2 separate regions of the Mus musculus genome follow, and region 1 is linked to region 2. The links are chromatin contacts, called in public promoter capture Hi-C maps. All regions are on one chromosome and are shown on one strand. The core of a region is the stretch at or near the end of the contact, and the rest is flanking DNA. Distances in the headings are between cores, read along the strand shown. Region 1 overlaps Ucma (upper zone of growth plate and cartilage matrix associated). Region 2 overlaps Sephs1 (selenophosphate synthetase 1).

Evidence for each region. Promoter capture Hi-C pulls out the DNA fragments that hold promoters and counts their contacts.
Region 1: a promoter capture Hi-C map of liver shows a contact between it and region 2, with 2.4 times the contacts expected there. The contact joins two enhancer-like sites. A contact is called at or near these places in 7 of 39 promoter capture datasets (the HPC-7 cell line, HPC-7-derived erythroid cells, embryonic stem cells and 2 more), 21 of 484 Hi-C or Micro-C datasets (the CH12 cell line, ECoMG myeloid progenitors, the G1E-ER4 cell line and 11 more), 7 of 115 datasets of contacts at active chromatin or transcription factors (embryonic stem cells, extraembryonic endoderm stem cells, hepatocytes and 3 more) and 3 of 9 other capture datasets (adipose tissue, liver and pancreatic islet).

Annotation. Positions count from the first base shown.
Region 1 is chr2:4,985,518-4,991,834 of GRCm38.p6, forward strand. It overlaps Ucma (upper zone of growth plate and cartilage matrix associated), which reads left to right. Exons shown (of 5, transcript NM_001113558.2): 5 at 1-231. Mcm10 (minichromosome maintenance 10 replication initiation factor) reads right to left here. Exons shown (of 20, transcript NM_027290.3): 20 at 5,207-5,959. The coding sequence ends at 5,876. Among named protein-coding and RNA genes, the nearest start is that of Ucma, 13 kb to the left of the region's middle. Within about 2 kb of position 2,199, at least 15 of the 459 cell types and tissues checked have an H3K27ac peak or open chromatin away from gene starts, as enhancers often do. A contact at or near this core is called in hepatocytes and liver, where this site is marked.
Region 2 is chr2:4,891,991-4,898,235 of GRCm38.p6, forward strand. It overlaps Sephs1 (selenophosphate synthetase 1), which reads left to right. Exons shown (of 9, transcript NM_175400.6): 5 at 1,195-1,349; 6 at 4,699-4,789. Among named protein-coding and RNA genes, the nearest start is that of Sephs1, 14 kb to the left of the region's middle. Within about 2 kb of position 3,846, at least 4 of the 459 cell types and tissues checked have an H3K27ac peak or open chromatin away from gene starts, as enhancers often do. A contact at or near this core is called in hepatocytes and liver, where this site is marked.

The sequences.
Region 1 (6,317 bases), core at 949-3,448, 92 kb after region 2:
GAAAGACACCCTCTGTTCTGATGCCTTCTGATGCGTGGCTTTTGCTTCTTTATGGATGTTTGTTTTGTTTTGTTTTTGAGTGAGCAACCATCTGTGGTTCTTCCCAGCACCTGCCCCCTTGCTTAGCCACCAGAAACAGAATCAGAGCACCCATCTGATAGACACTTTCAGGATCGAAGCATAAAGGTTTTAAGCTTGCTTATGGCCTATTAATAAAAGTGCCGAATCAACACTGTGTATCATTGCCACAGAACTCCAAGGGACCTGCTGTGTGTCCAAGTATCCACGTGTGGTCCATGTGTCTAAGCACATGCTCTACCACTGAGCTATACCCCAGCCCTAACTTTAAATACAGAAGAAGCACTGTAGACAGGCAGATTGGAGGGACCACCCTCTCCCAAGTGCCTGGTGCTCTGTCTTCAAAGAAAGACAGAGCCTTTTGTCTTGGGAGAATCACGCTTGGAACACAAACCCCATCACAAAAGCCAAGCCAACCCTACCCCCAGATCCCATGGCTACCTTTGTAGCTCCATGGGTACATAGCCATCTCTTCTTCCCTTCTCCTTTCCCGTGGAGGACTTTGTGGTCCTCGTCACTGGAAGCTTTACGGTGCACATGGTGTAGGCTGCCCCAATCTCCACACCAGGCAGTTTCCCGGTGGGGTAGCAGGTATTTAGAGAATTTTCTGTGCTTTCAAGTTTTTCTTCCTTCAGTGGTTTTATATTGAAACCACTGGTGTTTTGGGGGTGTGCTGCACTCACATGCCATGGGATAGTCTAGTGTCACCAGTCCCAGTCCTTCTTCAGTAAGGTGGTGACATGTGGGCCCTAACTTCTACACTTTCAACCCAGAGACATCAGTGATTTGAAAACATTTGCAGGGAGTCTCGAGGAAAGACTGCCTTGAAAAATACACTATTTCTGGTGTCACCTCGCTGTCACCCATGACCTCACCAGGCCACCAGTGCAACTTGCATATTCCTACCCTGTCGATTTTGTGTGAAGCCCAACAGAAAGGCTGCTCAGGAGCCCATCTGCCATAAAGTGAATGTGGTCTATCAGGAGCCCACTGTGAAAGCCCGCCATCCGATTTTGATTTTGTGCTACTGGAAGGTGTTCTGGGACAAACGTCTCAAGGGGGCACCTTAATGTCTTTCCCCTCTCTCTTGTTGATGACCATGAAATGAGTGACATATATTCCCGCCACAACATCAGGCCTCATGCAAAGCCACAGGGCCAGTCAATCACGGATTGAAACCTCCAAACCAAGGACCAGCACTCCATTCTCTCTACACACTGCTTGTCCACAGGCATTTGCTACAGGAACAGAGTGCTAACAGCTGTTGTTCTGCATTGCCCTCTGCACACGCCATGCAGCTGGAAGCTGGCATATGCTAGCACCGGAAGAGCTATAAGTTAGAAGTTTGACAGGTACCTCAAGTTTTGTAGCTTTTATTACCTGAGGGTGCGATTGACATCTCAATGTTTGGAAGATAAAATCTCAGCTCAGTTCCTGAGCCAGAGTAAAGAAAGCAATCAGGTTTGGGCAAAGCAAATGTCAGAGATGTCCTTCTCTGATCTCCTAATTAAGAGACTCATGTACACAGATCGCACCTGCTTCCTGTCCCATCCCACAGAGACAGAGTAGGAGCATAGCAAGGTTTTGTTTTTTTAACTTTTAATTCCTAAAGTTGTTCTCTTAGGGGTGTCTCTTTCTACTTTCCAGGGAGGCAAGGGTCCTAATCTGGGTGACCCTGTCAATGTGGCCCACTTTCATTCCCATCTTCTAGTTGGCATCCCCTCGCACAGGCTAGTACACAGGTAGATGGTCACAGATGGTTGCATTCTGAGGCCACATCCCACACATTCCCCCTGCCTGTTGTGTCTGAGGGAAGGAAGGCTTACACGAGGACATATCCAAAGGGAAGCAAGGTTTGGGAGAACAGCTAGTTTAGAAGTGAAGAAAGCAAACCTGAACAAACTGCCCTTGCCTCTTCAACAGCTGCACTTGGCATTCTGGCTCAAGATAGAGAATTCTGGCCTCAAGGATCTGGGTAGGAATTCTTTTCCCTCCTTCACCCCTGTCCTTAACAAGGGGTCCATTATACTTAGGTTTTCAAGTTCAGCCCAGGATTCCTTCACTAAGAGCCAAACACTGTCATTCCTAGTGAGAACGATGCCAAAGGTAACAAACCCAGCAATCAGAGTGAGCAAATGTCACAGGCAAACACCAATAGACCGATCTGTACTTGAGGCTGCCCTTGGCAAGTGTGGCTTCAGGGCTCGATTTTTCTCTTCCTTTCTTTCTCATCACTACGCCCTAATTTTGAAGAGGTTGAGAACAATGCGTCAAAATTCCTTAGTAATTTCCATTCACTAGTCTCACATATTTTATTTACAAATAGAGGGAGGTGGGGTTCAACTGGGAGGTAGACTGGTAAAGCACTTGCTCACCAAGTTCAAGGTCCTGGGCTCAATTCCCAGCACCACCCAAAACAAACTCAGGAAGCTGTGTGCTCTGGGGCGATTTTATTTACTCTGACTCTTTGAGTAGAGGCTGGTGATTTTCCTAAGCCCCACAATGAGTCGTCCTGTGCTTTCTATACACTTCTGTGCTTTCCCATTTGGTTGGGTTGTTTAATTTCTAATTAATTTTCAAACAATAGTGTTCTAATGCTTTAGTGAGACTGTCATAATTTGGGTTGATGAGACAGTCAAAGAGTAAAACTGCCCAGTCTCAAGCCTGATTATGCAAGTGAGTTTGATCCCCAACACTCACATGATAGAAGCAGAGAACCAACTACTTCCAAGTTACCCTCCAACCTCAGGCACATTAGCTGTATCTACTTGTTCTATAACTGTTAAAGAAAACACACACGTATATATATACATACATATGTATGTATGTGTATATATATATATATATTGAATAAACTCACTCTTTTAAATGACAATAAATGGGCAGTGCACATCATCTCTAGACCAGTGGTTCTCAGCCTCTGGGTGGTGACCCCACTAGGGAGAAGGTTGGATGGCTCTTTCATAGGGGTTGCATATCAGGTAGCCTGCCTCTCAGTATTTACATTATGATCCATAACAGTGGCAGAATTACAATTATAAAGTAGCAACAAAAATAATTTTATGGCTGGGGGGGGGATGGTCACCACAGTGTGAGGCTATTAAAGAGTTGCAGCATTAGGAAGATTGAGAACCAAGGCTAGACCACACACAGCAATCCTTGGAGTACTTCATGGCTAAAGCAAGCATTTGTATTCAGAACATAGAAAGAAATTTTACAGCTCATCCTAATGGTACAAACATTTGGCTGGTCAATAGCATATGACAAGATGCTCAACAGAACTGGCTACAAGGAATTAAACCACGGTGAGATGTCACCATACACTGATCTGAACAGCCAAACTTAAAAAAAGGCCGGGGAGATGGCTCAACAGTTAAGACACTTGCTGCTTTTCTAGGTGAGTGTGGTTCCTGCACCCACGTAGGGCAGCTCACCATAGCCTGTAACTCCGACTCCTGAGGATCTGATGCCCTCTTCTGGCCCTCTGTGGCTACTCGTACGTGTGTGCACCGCACACCCACTCATATATAAATTAAAAAAGACTGACAATATCAGGTGTGGGTGAAGCCTTGGAGCAAATGGGAAATGGAATTCCCATACATTTACTAGATGGTGTGCCAGAGGGCACAAAAGCTTTCGAGTTCCCTATTTTCCACTCCAAGATTGGTTGCCTTTTTTTTTTTTTTTTTTTTTTTTTTTTTTTTTTTTTTTTTTTTCCCCCGAGACAGGGTTTCTCTGTGTAATCCTGGAACTCACTTTGTAGACCAGGCTGTCCTTGAACTCAAGAAATCCACCTGCCGCTGCCTCCCAAGTGCTGGGATTAAAGGCGTGGACCACCACTACCACCACCACCCAGCCTTCAAGATTGTTATCTAAAAGACTTTATCTTTCTTGCCTGGAAACAGGATTTTGTTTTTTTTTTTTTTTAAGTTACTTTTTTCTAAATAGGAAAAAAAAAAAAAGAGAGAGAGAGAAAGAAACCTAAAACAAACAAAATATTCTGAAGATAGATTCAGAACAGCCAGTTTCTGCTACTTGCCGAGTGCTTACCCAGTTCTGAGTGCCTGATAACGTGACATGGCTCTGATAGTAAGTCAAGAAAAAAGATAAACATGTAGTGGATTTATATGAAACTATTTAATAGTTGGTAATTCACTAAAAGGCAGGATTAAAAGGTTAGTTCCATTAATGAATATTTTCAAGGCCCATGGGTAGGTAGTTCTCTCCCCTCTCCTCACCCCTGAATATTCTGGGAAACCATACACACACAGACACACACACACATGATGAACACAAATTCAACCTTCCAATAATATCTGTGAGCGTGGGAAGGGGTTCCACTGTGTTTCTAATTATTTAGGAGTTAAAAATAAAATTAAAGAAATAAAGGCACCCACACTCAGGTCCCCAGAGCTCTGTAAGCACCTGGACATCTTATAGACATCAAAGACCCAGCCACGCCCTGAGCAGATGAGAACACATCTCCCACCGGCGGCCATCTGCTGTTCCTGATCCCTGCATGTGTGCTGCGGACTTCAGGTACATCACTCTCCAGATTAGTCCTAAGCCTTTAGTTCTTACTAATAATATTCCCAGAATATTCGGGGTGAGGAGGGGTGGAGAGAACCACCAGTGAGCCTTACTATTTTCTTTATTGAGTTTAGAAACCAAAGCCCAAACCCTGTTGTAAGCACAAAGACCTCTAAAAAATGGTGGCCAGACCTTAGGGAAACAGGGACTACAATGGTTAGCGCCTTCAGCCCACACAGAGCAGAGACAAAGCTGGATGCCACCTGGGGCATGCAATCTTTGGCTCTAAAGCCTCAACCGTGTATTTCCTAGAACTGCTTTCCACAGAATTACCCTCTTGTCTTGGACAAAACCAAGTCTAGCTAGAGTTTAGATCCTGCCAATTTATCTTACCCTTAGACAGGACCAGCATTCACATGGGTCAAATACCGTTAGAAAACAGTTTGTCCAGCTAGCCTAATCTAAGAAGTACACATTTACTGTCATTAGCTATGCTTTGGCCTTCGTGACACACACAATAGTAAGCACACCTGTAGGCCTACCCAGAGTCCTGGGTTCTGTCTGTGTAGCTGGTTTCTGAGTCACGTTTCACAGCCTCTCAAGTTGTACATTTGCTTTTATTAGGAGCATCAAACTTTATTTTAAATAAACCCACACTAAAGGTGAGGAGAGCTTAGGCATTTCTATCCGAGTCCCATGGCACTGTAGGCAGAGAAACTTTTCTCCATACGAAGGAACTGAGTCACAAACTGGCTTGCTGACTTCCCGTCAGAGAAAAAGCTGCAATCACAGTCAACAGAAGGAAACCCTGGTACCCAGTGTCAGTAGATCCAGACTACACAGAGGCAGCGCTATTCATCACCAGAACCAGGGGGGGTTGGGACATTACAGACAAGCAGCCTGGGCTTCATGTTCCACATAAGGACTGAGCACGGAAGTGGGGAGAGACCCATGCCATGTTAGCTCTCTTGTCTCTCGTGCCCACGTTAACACCTGAAGGAGACACAGAGGCAAAGTTCTTGAGTCACCTTTCAGTTCTGGGGCAGGCATCTGTGACTCAAGGAAAAGCCGCAGTGCCCCGGTTTCCCATATGCACATGAGTGTCAAATATGGTGTCAGGCCAGCACATGGAGGAAAGCGGGTAGGCACCATGGTTATCAAGCACTTCTTTCTCACAGAGTCAACCAGGAAAAAGGACAGCACAGAGCCAATCTCTTGCTTTTCAGAGCCACAGGAGTAAGGCCGGTTGGGCGGTGTCTGAAGAGAGTCACTTGAGGCTGTTCAGAAACTTGGCGTGCTCTTCCCCTCTCGGCAGCAGGGTCTCTCCTCCTATCTTTGGACCTGTCTTCTCCTAGGAGGAGAGTGCACGAGGAAGAGACACTTTATCTCTATTTTCCTGGGTCACCAACTTAATCACGAATTAGAATACAGTACTACCCAGCTAGATAATGTCTAGAATGTTCCCAGGGCCATCTGTTACAGCTTGGCACCAAGCTGGTGCTCCTGGGAGGTGGTGGGACTTGTGGGAGTTCTTAAACCACTGGGGATGAGACCCTGAAGGAACAGGAGGACCCAGGGATCTTTTGTTTTCTGTATGAGATAAACAAGTCTTTGTCATCTTCTCCCACCAAAGGTCCAAAAACAGACCAACCAGGTGGAAACGGGAGAACTGTGAACCAAAGGAAACCTTCCGGGCTGGAGAGATGGCT
Region 2 (6,245 bases), core at 2,596-5,095:
GAGAGAGAGAGAGAAGGGGAGACTAAATAAAGCCTAGCTATATTAACAGTCCCTTAGTGCCAGGCGTGTGGGTCAGGTTCAGAACCCATGACCCTCAGGGGGAGAGAGAGCAGCCTCTGCTCAGGGCAAGGCCCTCTCGCTTTCACGTGCTCACGTTTCTGTTACTGCTTGGCACTCTGTTCTTTTACCTGTTCTTCGAACCAAGGATGAATTCCTATTTAGGTTATTTCTATTTATTTTCTTTTATGTGCATGAATATTTGCCAGCATGCACATGAGTCCACTGCATGTGTGCCTGGAACTGCAGCTAGAGATAGTTGTGAGCTGCCATGTGGGTGCTGAGCGCCAAATTTTTATGCATAATCTCAACCATTGAGCCATCTCTGTGACCCAGTTACTTAGTTTATGTTAGCAGGGTGTGTTTATTTCTTTTCTCTTTCTGTATGCGCTCCCTAGTCAGTTTGTCGTGATTTACTGATAGAAAGCCCAGTTGTCTGTGGTCTTTTTTCCTAGCAGTTTGCACTTTAAACAGTAGTTCTCACAGGAAGGGCTTCTCTGAGGATGGGTTACATCGAATCTCTCAGCGAGTCTTCCCACTTCTTGGCAAACAAAATTCTTTTTGAAAACAGGGCTGTGTTTGTATGGTTAGCTTGTCTGGTGTCCTTCAGGACCAGCCAAGAGTTGGCCTCTAATAGTCACCCATGTCTGGGCCAGGCCTGTGGGCAAATGGCACATTATAACCCCTACCAGTTAAGAAACTGGGCTTCGCAGGGCAGTGGTAGCACATGCCTTTAATCCTAGCACTTGGGAGGCAGAGGCAGACGGATTTCTGAGTTCGAAGCCAGCCTGGTATTCATAGTGAGTTCCAGGACAGCCAGGGCTATTCAGAGAAACCCTGTCTCAAAAAAAAAAAGAAAAGAAAAAGAAAGGAAGGAAGAAAGGAAAGAAGGAAAGGAAAGAAGGAAGAAAGAAAGAAGAAAAGAAGCTGGGCTTCATTGTTCACTTTGTAACCCAGAATACACTTGCCAGCATGCTTGCATCAGGAAACATGTCCCTGCTTTATTGCACTCTACCCTGTCTGTCAGCTTCTGCTCTCTAGAGGGTTTTATCTCTTTATAACTGCAAATGTAGAGCCATCCTTTCTGGGGTTTGAACAGAATTCATGACTTTTCATCTCTGTCCTTTTAAACCCTAGGAGAGGGATAAAGTGATACCGCTAATTATACAGGGTTTTAAAGATGCGGCAGAGGAAGCGGGAACCTCTGTAACAGGCGGCCAAACGGTATTAAACCCCTGGATTGTTCTGGGAGGAGTCGCCACAACGGTCTGCCAGCCCAATGAATTTATCATGTAAGTTGGCTTTTGTTCATGTCGGAACCTGTTTTTCTCTCATCCTCTCTAAAAATAAGGTATATTAAGGTGTCATTCAGTTGCTGTACAAGTCACCCATTGAGAGTATGCAGTTCAGTGGGTTTGGGCCTTTCCAGAGCATAGACTCACCAGGATCCCTTCAGCACTTTGATCACCCTGAGTGGAAACTCCCACTGGGGTTATCACTTGCTCATCCTTCAGATACATCTTGGTTGGTTTCACGTCCTGTATTGGCATAGTGTTTTTATTTTCATGCACGTTGTAGCATTTGTCAGTACTTTGATCCTATTCCTGAGCAAATTTAGACTTTGTAAATTTCAGGTGACAAAGACATGTAACATGGTATTCAGCATTTCATGTGTCCGTTTTCTGGTTTGGTTTTTGAAACAAGGTATCACTTTGTGTCTCATGCTGACCTCAAACGCATCCTCCTGCCTCACCTGCTCAGTCCAAGAGTTGTGGGAAGGCTGCCTCCACAGCTTTTCTGATTTGTTTGGTTTCTTGTACCTGGCCTTGAACACAGCTTGTTGTGTCTGCTAAGCGGGTACTGCACCGTAAGCTCTACCTCTGTGTCAGCGTTTTAAGTCTACAGTGGTTTTGTGAGTGCAGGCTTGAATGAGCATCATCCCGTCAGCACCCAGAACGTTGGCTTCCCTTACCCACGCCTGTCCTTATTTGCAGACATTTCTAGTTTGCCCTTCCCGCAGTGTTCTTTGTAAGGGCAGCCTGCTCTGAGCACTGTGATAAATGGAACCGTGCTCTGTAGGACACTTTGTACCTGGCTTTACTTGCTCTCATATCATCAAGTTGTAGCACAAATCCATAGTGCTTTTTTTTTTTTTTTTTTTTTTTACTTTTTTGTTCTGTTTTGTTTTTTTAAAGATTTGCTTATTTTATGTATATGAGTACACTGTAGCTTTCTTCAGACACACCACAAGAGGGCATCAGATCCATTACAGATGGTTGTGAGCCACCATGTGGTTGCTGGGAATTGAACTCAGAACCTCTGGAAGAGCAGTCAGTGCTCTTACCTGCTGAGCCATCACTCCAGCCCTCTTTGTTTTGTTTTTTAAGAGTGAGTTTCTCGGGCTGGTGAGATGGCTCAGCAGGTAAGAGCACCCGACTGCTCTTCCAAAGGTCCTGAGTTCAAATCCCAGCAACCACATGGTGGCTTACAACCATCCGTAACAAGATCTGACTCCCTCTTCTGGTGTGTCTGAAGACAGCTACAGTGTACTTACATATAATAAATAAATAAATAAATAAATCTTTAAAAAAAAAAAAAAAAGAGTGAGTTTCTCTATGTAGTCCTGGCTGTCCTGGAACTTTTTTCTGTATTTGAACTCACACAATCTGCCTCCAGCTCCCATGTTCTGGGTTCAAAGGTGTATGCCACCACCACCACCACAGTACTTTGTTATGGCCTAGTAAGCTATTGTCTGTATATACCTCAAGTTTGTCTGTTGACTGGTGGACTTTTGAGTTGTCTTCTCCTATTACTATAAACCCCCTTCAAGTGCAGTTTTGTTTTGCTCTTTTGTGTGTGTACAGACCCAAGTTCTCCACATCCCCTCTAGAAGTTGTTTTTTGTTTTTTTTAAAGATTTATTTTATTAATATATGTAAGTACACTGTAGCTGTCTTCAGACACTCCAGAAGAGGGAGTCAGATCTTGTTGCGGATGGCTGTGAGCCACCATGTGGTTGCTGGGATTTGAACTCTGGACCTTCGGAAGAGCAGTCGGGTGCTCTTACCCACTGAGCCATCTCACCAGCCCTAGAAGTTGTTTTATGATGCCATTCTCCTTCTGCTCAGAACCAGTGTAGTGGTACCTGCCTACACAGGTGCCATCCCATGTGGCTTTGACTTGCGTTTCTTTAATGAGTAGTGGTGGCAAGCATCTAGTCTTAAAGCTTTGTTTGGGGTGAAAAAACATTTCTCTGTATCCTTTAGAGATGGATTTCAACATAGATTGTCACGTTCCATGTTTGATGTTCAGAGAGGCACCCTGTCCTTCATTTATTTGGTTTAGATTGATTGATTGATTGATTTCTGTGGTGGGAAACCACTTGAAGGACCTGGTTCTTCTCTCCTGGGGAGTCCTAGGAAAGAAATTGAGCCCAGGTTCTGAGAGTTGATGGCAACCAGGTCCAGAGAATTGGTGGCAAGCACCCACTAAGCCATCGACTGACCCTCACTTCAGTTCTTAATTAGTAACTGGCAGGTAGTATGTTGACCTGAGTCAGAATGTAAAAGATGTAAAAAGAATCTACAGTGCAGTGGTCATGATCTGTGTAGAGGCTCAAGTTTCCTGCCAGACTCTCCTCCTGTTAGTTTTGTGTATTTGCTATTGCTGTTTCAATTATGTTTGGTTATTTTGATGCTGTAACTAATGTTCCAGGCATAACCTTGGAGCAGGTCATTGGGACTAGTTCTAAGAATCCCTAGGTCAGGTGGGGTGTGTTAGTAATGCTGAGAGCCTGCCTGTCATAAAGGCTCTGCCAGGTTCCACTCCACAGCAGTGAACAGGCAGGCCAGATTCCCCGGATGGCGATTGCCTGGGTTTACAGACCTGATCTCTGCTCTTCTGCTTTGTGGTTTTGCTTGCTTGCTTGCTTTTCCATAATAGGGAGTTGAACCCCAGACCTGAGTGTGGAAGGCAGTGGCTCTGCTGTTGGCTACATCCTCAGATCTCTACACATCACACACACCCCATCTCTCCCTTTAACTTGTTCCTTAGGGCTGCCATGTCAAGCAGGCTTTGATCTCCCTGCCCTAGTCTCCCAGGCAGCTGAGGTGACAAGTGAGTAGCACCATAATCTTGCTCAGAAGAGAGAAGCTGAGCACATTGTTCATGTTTAGCCATCTTTTCATTAGTGGAAGCTCCTTTTACTCCAGTAGCAGATGGCGTGCCCAGTAAGCATCCTGCATCTATTTGGGGCAAGCATGAGGACCTGAGTTTTGTCTCTAGCAGCCACTTAAAAACTAGTTATTGGCAGTGCTCACCTGTATTGCCATCAGGGAGACAGACACAGTCAAGTCCCTGGAGCTCACTAGCCAAAATGGTAAGTCCTGGGCCCAGTGAGAGACCTTATTTCAAAAACTAAGCTGGAAAATATTAAAGATAATGTTGACTTCTGGCTTCTACCTAACCCACATACATGTGCATTCACACACACACACACACACACACACACACACACACACACACACACACACAGGAAAGGAAGAATTGTTGCAAAACGTTTATTTTAAACAAGATTCCCTTTTTGCTTTACTGTTGCCGCCTCCGTTAGTGTGATCAGAACGTGCTCTTTTCTTTTCTGCAGGCCAGATAATGCAGTACCTGGGGATGTGCTGGTATTGACAAAGCCCCTGGGGACACAGGTTGCAGTTGCTGTGCACCAGTGGCTGGATATTGTAAGTAAAAGCAGTTCAGGACTGGGGCTGGGCTGAGAGTAGGGGTGGGTGGGACAGTTAGCTCTCACAGTTGCTCTTTAGTTTCAGAGTGGTTTGTGCTTTGTTTTGTTTGAAGCGGGGGGGGGGGGGCACTTGTGAAATGAAAACTTTAAATTTTACCTCTATAAAATTATCAGTAAAGTCCTTAGGTGAATTATCCATATTCTCATAAATGAAAATTTAAGCCATATAAAGGGGTGCGAGTCCCAGCTTGAGGAATCAGGTCAGGTGTTGACATAATTGTCATGGAGTTTGGGGGTTTTTTTTGTTTGTTTTTTGTTTGTTTAATTTTTATTTACTTATTTTATGTATATAAGTTACACTGTTGCTGTCTTCACACACCCCACAAGAGGGCATCAGATCCCATTACAGATGGTGTGAGCCACCATGTGGTTGTTGGGAATTGAACTCAGGGCCTCTAGAAGAGGAGTCAGTGCTCTTAACCGCTGAGCCATCTCTGCAGCCCCCGGAGTTGGGGGTTATTGTGATATGTTCGTATTGTCTTTAAATTGATTAATAGTGAAGGACATACAGATGTAGTATGTGTAGTGGAGGACAGACAGGAGGGTATTTTTGCTAAGCACTGACCCGCTGCCGTGTCTCCCTAACAGTCCACAGTGACTAGGATTTTACCCTCACGTATCATGGCGTGTCTAATTTCTACAACTATCGTCTGAAACTTACCAGTCTTGAACAGTTGGAAAAATGATAAAGACTTATATCACTTATTGGCCGTTTATCGTGACTTGATGTAGCCAGTAAGAACCCTTGGAACTGGAGAGGGGTCTCAGCAGCTGAGAGCACAGGCTGCACTGCCAGGGGTCCTGGCTTCTCGTCTCCCTTCCGTGTAGTGGCTAACAAAAGTCTGTAACCCCAGTTCCAGGGGATCCAGTGCCTGCTTTTGGCCATTCTGGACACTCCATGCATATGATGCATAGACATACATACCTATAGGCACAACACCCAGATACATAATATATAAAACATTCTCACTGGGCAGGAGTGATGCATGGCTTTAATTCTGGCACTCAGGAGGCAGAGGCAGGCGGATCTCTGTGAGTTCAAGGCCACCATGGTCTATAGAACAAGTTCTGGAACAGCCAGAGCTACACAAAGATACCCTGTCTTGAAAAATGAAATAAAGTCTTAGAAATGGCCATATTATTTACTTACTTTCCCTCCTTCTCAGTGATGTGAAGCAGTCTGGGAAGTTGCTGAGGGGGCAGTCTACAGAGGTGCTGTCTAGTCTAGTATGGCCTGCACTGTCTCCACTTCTGCTTCACACATCATTGCTTTATTATTGATTTTTGGCAAATATTCAGAATTTTTAAAAGCAAGTTCCAAATGCAGTGTAATAGCATAATGTTTGTTTCTTTAATAAAGGTTAGAGGCATTGCCATATAGTTTTAGAATCTAT